Linked DNA regions of Mus musculus: all the other regions are linked to region 2. The links are chromatin contacts, called in public promoter capture Hi-C maps. All regions are on one chromosome and are shown on one strand. The core of a region is the stretch at or near the end of the contact, and the rest is flanking DNA. Distances in the headings are between cores, read along the strand shown.

Region 1 (2,700 bases), core at 130-2,629, 1.1 Mb after region 2:
GCCAGAGAGACCTGACTCCGACTTCCGCATGTGCACTGTGGTACATGAATACCTCCCACACACACACACACATCATATACACAGCACAACGACAATAAAAAAGAATCCAACAGAGAGTTTGCTGTACAACAGTGTTAGCTACAGACCGCATGCTGCACTTGCTCATCTTAGGCAACTGGAACTTTATTCCTACTATCAACCTCTCCTCCCCTACCCCATCTTCAACAATCTTTCTCCTCACTCTGTGTGTCTGATTAATGTGGACTTCTCACATAAATGGAATCTCAGTGTTTGTCCTTCTGTAACTGACCTACCTACCACCTAGCATAATATCCTCAAAATCACCTATGCTGCTACCTGTGGCAGGCAGTGTATAATATTCCACTCTGCTTATATTCCACACGCTGTGTTTCTTAAGACATTTTTATCATCTCCCTCCCCACCCCATGTGTGTGCGAGCTTGCTAGTTCATGCTTGAACACGTGAGTACAGCCGCCTGATGAGACGGGAAGCCTGTGGAGGCCATTCTCATTCAAACCACGACAGTGGCCCTTTCCTATCATCCCAGTTCTTACTGAGGAGGCTGAAGAGAAGATCAGGGGAAGCTGGGAACCAGTCTGAGGCCCAGGACAATGAGGAATACATAGCAAGACCCTCTCTTTAACCGTCCTCTCCTAAAAAATATAAGAAATGAGTAAATGGGTGACTGGAGGAACAAGAGAAATAAGTGTGTAAAAGGGTGAGTCTCCGCTGTTGGTCAGCACAACGCACCTGCAGAGGCTTTCTTTCTCTTTTATACGTTTTAATAATGCTGCTTCCATCTCCCAGGGACGTTTGAGGCTTAGCCTCACCAATGTTTCTCTCCTCTTGTTCTCCCCTAGCCTACCCATCACCACTCACCCCTGCGGCAGCCACACAGGCCTTCCTCAGCTTCTGTTCCTGAACTTTGAATCGATCCCTTGTGCCTGGCAAAAGGTATCTTGCCGACACTTTTTTTTTTTTTTTTTTTGCCTGAGGTTGTGACAGTCAAACCAAGCTTTTGTGCCTAACTCCTGACTTTACCTAGTGCTGCCCCAGATATAAGCCCCTGTGGTATTGCCGGATGCACTCCCCCCTCTCGGCCCCCTAGCTCCCGCAGGCCGTGATAAAGTTGTTTATATGTTACATCTGACTGCTCATTGACACGGCCATCTTGGGTCCCCAGGGATTGTTTATCTTGCACCTGTGTATGCCTCGCATACAGCTGCTTGTGGCTCTACACAGCGCCGTTTCCGGCTGCTGGCGTCAATCCTGGCCAGGCTAACTGGTGACTTCAACTGCAGACGCAGCTGCGACTCCGGGCACCAGTTCGGAACAAGGCTCTGCTCACAGTTCTTTCGTCACCTCCGGGTTACGCGACTGCTCCAAAGCTTGCCCAACACCCGGGATTCTCATAAATAAGGAACTCCATTCCATACTGCGCCGCCTGCCTGAGAAAACTACATTTCCCAGCAGGTACCAGAGTGTCTCTAGCCTTTCCCAGCGTGCTCTGAAGTTCGGCAGACTGCTGGGATTAACCCCTTACTGGCTGCTGCCTCAGGTTGAGCAGTAACCAGAGCAGGTATTCATTCAACTTTAATGGGGGCGATTCGGGGTCTCAGTAAAGGTGAAGATCTAAAGGATCTGGGAGCCCGGGAAAGACAGAGAAACCAAAATTTTGTTGGGTGTGTGCGCTATCTCACACCTCGCAAAACTAGGACTCTGAAGGTTTTCCGCAAACCGAACCCTTTTTGGTGCCAAGCCCCCAACGCGTCTACTTTAAAACCGCCCGTCTTCCCTACCTACCTTCTCCTCAGATCTTGCTAGTAGCAAAGCGCGAGGTGAGGGATAGAGGAGGGTGGTGAGGACAAAGAACGAGAGCCCTGTCCTTCCTGGCACCCCAGGGATCCATGAGAACAGGGCTGTGCACAGATTGGAGCTTACCCTTCTCCTACTTCTGCCTCCTGTCCTGACAAGAAGGCAGCCGGGAGAAAGCCTCTCTCTTCTGCCTGGGTGACCATGGCAGGCTAGGTCAATCCCATTGGTCCAGCGCACATTTGAGTTTCTACCTCCATGGATGTAGACAGATTCAGGGCCTGATTGAGCTGTAGTGGATGAGTGACCCGAGCTTTGCCTTGGGTGCCGTGAGGTGCTAGAACAGATGCTGAGTAGCTTTGAACTTTGGGAGCTCCTAAGTTAAGATGTGGATTAGGGAGAGAGAAGGCCTCCTTCAAACTTCCTACTGTGTGTGGGATGGGAGGCAGCAGGGGCAAAGGCCAGGAGTTGGGGAGGAACAGGTTTGTAAGTGGGTAGGAGGGATTGGGGGACACAAGGTAATAGGCTCCAGCAAGAATCTGAACTGTATTCTAAAGCGAGGTGTGGAGGCCATGGAAGGAAAGCACCAGTGAGCAAGACAGCCATGTGCCTCCCAGCTTCAGCTTCCTGGTACCCAGTACCTTGGATGGGTGGCCAGGCCACCATTTCTTTGCCTATCCTATATGGCGCTATGCCTCTCTGTGTCTCTGACTTTTCCTCTGTACAAACTTGGTAATAATTCCTACTGAACAAGACATTTCTGGCACGACCTGTTGTCCTCTTCCTACTACAGGGCCCAGCCATTCCTCCTTCAGAATGCCAGAGGGCCCAGAGCTGCACCTGGCCAGCCACTTTGTGAATGAGACA
Region 2 (2,707 bases), core at 150-2,649:
AGAAAACACAAATATTTGTACACAATATAACTGATCTTGGCCTAATTTTTTAAAATATTTACTCAAAATATTTATATGAGTACACTGTAGCTGTTTTCAGACACACCAGAAGAGGGAATCAGATTCTATTACAGATGCTTGTGAGCCACCATGTGGCTGCTGGGAATTGAACTCAGGACCTCAGGAAGAACAGTCAGTGCTCTTAACCGCTGAGCCATCTCTCCAGCCCTTGATGGGCTAATTTTAAAGGCCAAGGGATACTGGTCAGCTTAGATGTATGGCCTCCACAGTCTCCAGGATGTTGGGTCTCCCTTTAGAACCCATCTCACCACAACTCTAAGTTTACAAAAGCAGGAACCTGTTACCATCCCTTTTAATCAGTTTCACATAGGAACAGAGAATAGGCACATAGGGGCCAGAAAAGTGGGTGGGAACAGACTGAAGTTAGAAGCCAAAGGCACTGGCCAATGAGAGTGTCAGCAGGTGTGTGTTTTCCTCACCCACTAGTTTCTGGATTGCTTTTTCTTGGTCAAAAAGCTAACTTTGTATCTCTTGTTTTCTTCACCACTGCTGGCCAGCTCTCCCCTTGCCTCCCTGTTGTCTACCTCTGTACGATGCACAGTCATCAGACCCATTCAACGCTGTTCTGTCACCACGGTCCTTCCACTGACTCAGAACTAACTCTGTGTCCCACAGTTACTTCTCATAGGCCACCTGCCTCAAGGTCATTCAAGAGACGCAGCTGACACGCTGTAAGAAACCCTTCACCAACTCTCAGATCATATGTAGAATCGGTCCATTTCTCACCGTATGATTCATCTCATCTTCTCTGGTATCACTTCGCAGGAGCCCCATCTTAAATCTGAAAATGGCCCTGACTACTTCCCAAACTGGCTCTCCTGTTTCAGACCTCCACTCCTTTCCAAGTGTTTGTCTCTCTTTAAAATGTCTGAGCAGCTCTGAATTCCTGGTCATTTTCTATCTCATGCTCCATTCTCAGCTGAGGGATGCCTTTCCAGGCAAACCCATCCCAGTACTGAGTCGAAGTCTCCACTAGGGTGCACTTGGGAGGCTCTCTCAAAGAGGAGTTTATTTCTCTACCTGGCTTTTAACTAGAAAGACATATAGCTGTGGAATGAGTCCAATAGCTCACAGACAGGGAAAAGCCTGTCAGCTCTGTTTCTCTCCTGGTGTGCATGCTGCGTACGTGGCCGGATCTTTCCTTGTTCTGCTAATGAGCCATGCCCGCATGCCGGGCTTGTTTACTTGCTTGTTTGGTTAACCTTTCTGACTCTACCAGAGTTACTTCCATAGCTCCCTAGTCTTTCTCTTAACTTTGGAAGGGAGATTATAGAACCAGCCTCTCCGCCCCTAGACCCGCCCAGCCCTGTCTCACTTCCTCTCGGGAGGCGGGCTCTCCTCGGGCAATCTCTCGCTCAGTTTTCTGGCTCAGATCTGAGACCCATTTCCCGCCTTCACAGACCTAATCAAGAAATGGAAACTGAACCAGTTTCCGTGCAGAAGGTACCTGCACCCCCTGGATCTCCCTGTCGACAACAGGACTCTGCCCTGACCCCCACGCCCACCATGCCTCCCCCAGAGGAACCCTCCGAAGACTATGAACACAGCCAAAGCCCTGCAGAGGTACTACTGGGTTAGAAGGTGTAGGGCTATTAGGTTTTTTTATTCGTTTACTTTGGTCGAGGAGTTGAGGATGAAGAAGGTCGTTATAGAGAAGTAAGTTAATGGGTTAGTGTCCTAAAGAGACACCAAGGTCCTGACCCTCCTGGCTGGGCAGAGGTAGAACTGATAGCCTAGAGTAAAATAGGAACAGGGGCCCGGCGGTGTGGGGCACACCTCTAATCCCAACACTTGGGAGGCAGAGGCAGGTGGATTTCTGAGTTCAAGGCCAGCCTGGTCTCTACAGAGTGAGTTCCAGGACAGCCAGGGCTACACAGAGAAACCCTGTCTAAAAAAAAAAAAAAAAAAACCGGGATGAGTTGGATTGTAACTGGGGATAGTTGGATTGTAACTCCTACTCCCTGAAGCCTTGCCTGAAGCGCCTACCTCAGATGAAAGACTATAGTCCTGTGGAAGGCCTGGCCAGGAGTCTTATTTGCTCTGGCCTGGAGCTAAAGGCATGTCCCAGACTTGGCAAAACTATAGTCGCCCTCCCTGACCCCCACACCAACACTTCCCGTTTTTCAGCTGTGGTTGCACATCCCAGGAGCAATAGTGCTTGGGATGGTAGGGCTGGAGGGAGGATGACAAGTTCCAGGCCAGCCTAGGCCACAAAGAGAGTTCAAGACCGCTGAGGGCATCACAGCAAGACCTGTTTCAAAACAAAACAAACAAACAGACAGAACCTGGCTCAGACCAAAGTGCCTGCTAAGACCAACAGGATTCACACAGCTGCTTTCTCTTTTGATTTTCATCAATTTATTTTATGTGTATGAGGTTTAGGGATTTATTTTATTTTATCTTTTGGAACACAGGGTCTCACTCTGTAGCCTTGGCCGGGCTGGAGCTTGCTTTGTAAGCCAGGCTGGTCTCAAATTCATAGAAACCACCTGCCTGCCTTCTGAGCTCTGGGATTAATGTATGCGCCACCAAGCTCATTTTCCTAAGGAAGCCTAGTTCATGGCCTTCCTGGGAGTATTGCCTCAACCTTCCATACTCACCCTGGAAGGAACTACCTCCATCCCAT
Region 3 (2,715 bases), core at 203-2,702, 1.1 Mb before region 2:
CTGTCTGTCTGTCGACAGGATTTTATGAAGCCAGGCAGGCTAACCTGGAACTCACTATGTTACTAATACTGTTTATGAAAGTCTGATCTGTCTGCAGCCTCTCAAATGCTGGTGTGTGCCTCCACCTACCTGGTTTTCCATTTCTTGTGCCATCTCTTTTTTCTAAGGAAAGTAGTCTCTCTTAGATTATCATTTTTTGGCATCCATTTTATTTTATTTTAAACGTTTTGAGAAAAGGTCTTGTTACATAGTCCTGACTGTCCTTCCTGGAACTTTGTGTAGATCAGGCTGGTCTCAGACTCACAAAGATCCATTTGCCTCTGCCTTCCAAAGAGCAGGCATTGGCAGGCGGATTTCTGAGTTCGAGGCCAGCCTGGTCTACAGTGTGAGTTCCAGGACAGCCAGGGCTACACAGAGAAACCCAGTCTCGAAAACAAACAAACAAACAAACAAACAAACAAGTATGTCCATGTAGAGTAAAATTACAGTTCTAAACAGCCTACCTCTGCTCTTTGCTTGCCTGCTATACAGTTCTCTTCCCTAGAGAGAACCACTTTTAGTATTTAAATATCCTAGAAATATTTTCTTTCTTTTTTTTCTTTTTTGAGACAGGGTTTCTCTGTATAGCCTTGACTGTCCTGGAACTCACTTTGTAGACCAGGCTGGCCTCGAACTCAGAAATCCACCTGCCTCTGCCTCCCGAGTGCTGGGATTAAAGGCATGCACCATCACGCCCAAGTTGAAATATTTTCTAATAAAGAATTATGTACATAATATTCTTAGTTTTGCTTTCTTCTTATTAACATAGACACTGTATGCATTTCTTGCACATTGTCCTTATCTGATAATAGAATACCTTGGCAATTCTCTTACCATGTAAATAGTTGTCTCTTTTCAGATGCCACACAATATGAACTTATCATTTATTTGATTTCTACTGTTGGGTATTTAGGTTGTTTTTTTGGGTGTTGGTTATTCCAAACAATGATACATCGGATACCTCTGTATGTAAAGCCATGTCTTATGTCTATATGTATAGAATAAATTCCTATAATTGAAACAGTTGGGTTAAGGTTATAAGCATTTTTAATTTTGGTAGTTGTGGCTAAGCTGCTCTTATTGGAAGCTTGACCAATTTGTTTCCACTGGCGATGAAAGCATATTTTCCTCACAAAATGTCATTGAAAAACTTTGTTGCCAATGTAAGGCTTAGACCAAATCTCTTGGAAACATAAGTTATAAACTTCGTTGTCTACTATCTAACTGACACGCTCCACTCTAAATTCGTCCAGCCCGGTGCAGAGCTATCTAAGCTCTGGCTGCGAGTCCCCTCACCTATTCCTTCCGAGCTAAGCCATCCATCTGTGGCTGAGACCCTGGAACTCACTGACCTCACAGCCTGACCTTCCACTCACAACTCCTTAGGGGCTCAGGTTCCTCCTTCCTTCCCTGGCTTTGACTTCCTGCTCAGCTGGTCGCCCGGGAAACGGTCGGCTTCCGGTCGCGAAGCGGTGGGCGGAGCCAAGATGGCTGAAGTGAAGCTTGGGATGGTAAGCGGGGAGATTCTCGGAGGCTTAGCGGCGGCCTCAGGGCGGAGCGTCGTGGCGGGGCCGGGCCAGGCGGGGCCAGGCCGGGGCGGCCAGCGGGGCTGGGGTGGCGGGGCCGGGGCGTACGCCAAGTAGTCCCTCCGGGAGGCGGCGCGGTCCAGCTCCCCGCCTGGCTGGGCGTTTGGCGAATGCTGACCTGTGTGCAGCGCTTCGTCTGTTTTGGGATTGGGCAGAGAAGAGAGGTTTTTTGGAAATGGTGTTTTTCCTACTCTTAGGATTTGAGGGTGGGCGTGAGGTGGGGGTTACTGCACCTTCATTAGGCAGTTTTTGATATCCCATAGATTGGTAATTTAATTGGATGAAGCCTGGAACCATTCAGCGCCCCTGCCCTCTCACTGCGACTGGCTTGTTTTCCCAGCTGCGATTAGATTTCGGAAAAGCCCTGTTTCAGAACTCAGCTGGTTTAAATCGTTAGTTAATTCTACAACAGCCTCTGTGAATTCAGGCTGACCCAGAAGTAACTGGCTTTTTGCATCACTCATGACCTTGCTTGTTTGTGACAGTCTTGTATGTACATGGTATTTGCACCTGTAGTTCATGTTGGCTACGGATTAGCCACCTTTAATCCCCTGACTTCTGGGATTTACAGGAGTGCGTCATCACTCCTAGCTCCTTTTTTTTGGATTGACTTATAGTTGTATGTTTATGAGGTACAGTGTGATGATACGTCGGTACAAAGTGTACTGTGTGTGATGGTCAAGTCAGGGTCATTACCATTTCCATCTCAGCATATAAACTGTTGCAAACAGTAGCCCCCACATAAGCATTTGCTTCTGTCTGTTGGTATTTGGCTCCTGTTATTGAATATTATTGAATGTTTCTCTCCATCTTTTCCCTTTCCTAACTTTTGGTGACCTCTTGTTCTACTCTCTATTTCCATGAAATCAACTTTGTTTGTTCCTTTTTGTAAAGATAGGGTTTATTTGTGTATCCCCAACTGACCTAGAACTAGAGAGTAGACTAGGCTGCCTGGGATTAAAGGTGTGTGCTACCCCGTTGAGATCAGCTTTTTTAGTTTCCACATAGGAGTGAGAACATGCTTTGGCTTTCTCTGCCAGGCATATTTTACTTAGCATAATTTTTCCACAGTACTACAGATTACACCTTA

Evidence for each region. Promoter capture Hi-C pulls out the DNA fragments that hold promoters and counts their contacts. Capture Hi-C pulls out chosen DNA fragments and counts their contacts.
Region 1: a promoter capture Hi-C map of liver shows a contact between it and region 2, with 2.2 times the contacts expected there. The contact joins the promoter of Neil1 here to the promoter of Pml in region 2. A contact is called at or near these places in 3 of 39 promoter capture datasets (the C10 cell line, erythroid cells and pre-B cells) and 1 of 9 other capture datasets (liver).
Region 3: a promoter capture Hi-C map of the C10 cell line shows a contact between it and region 2, with 2.2 times the contacts expected there. The contact joins the promoter of Bbs4 here to the promoter of Pml in region 2. A contact is called at or near these places in 3 of 39 promoter capture datasets (the C10 cell line and liver).

What each region holds. Positions count from the first base shown.
Region 1 is chr9:57,146,984-57,149,683 of GRCm38.p6, reverse strand. It overlaps Neil1 (nei endonuclease VIII-like 1 (E. coli)), which reads left to right and starts at 1,379. Exons shown (of 10, transcript NM_028347.3): 1 at 1,379-1,600; 2 at 2,627-2,700. The coding sequence starts at 2,650.
Region 2 is chr9:58,248,478-58,251,184 of GRCm38.p6, reverse strand. It overlaps Pml (promyelocytic leukemia), which reads left to right and starts at 1,399. Exons shown (of 9, transcript NM_178087.4): 1 at 1,399-1,644. The coding sequence starts at 1,495.
Region 3 is chr9:59,352,245-59,354,959 of GRCm38.p6, reverse strand. It overlaps Bbs4 (Bardet-Biedl syndrome 4 (human)), which reads left to right and starts at 1,452. Exons shown (of 16, transcript NM_175325.3): 1 at 1,452-1,550. The coding sequence starts at 1,527.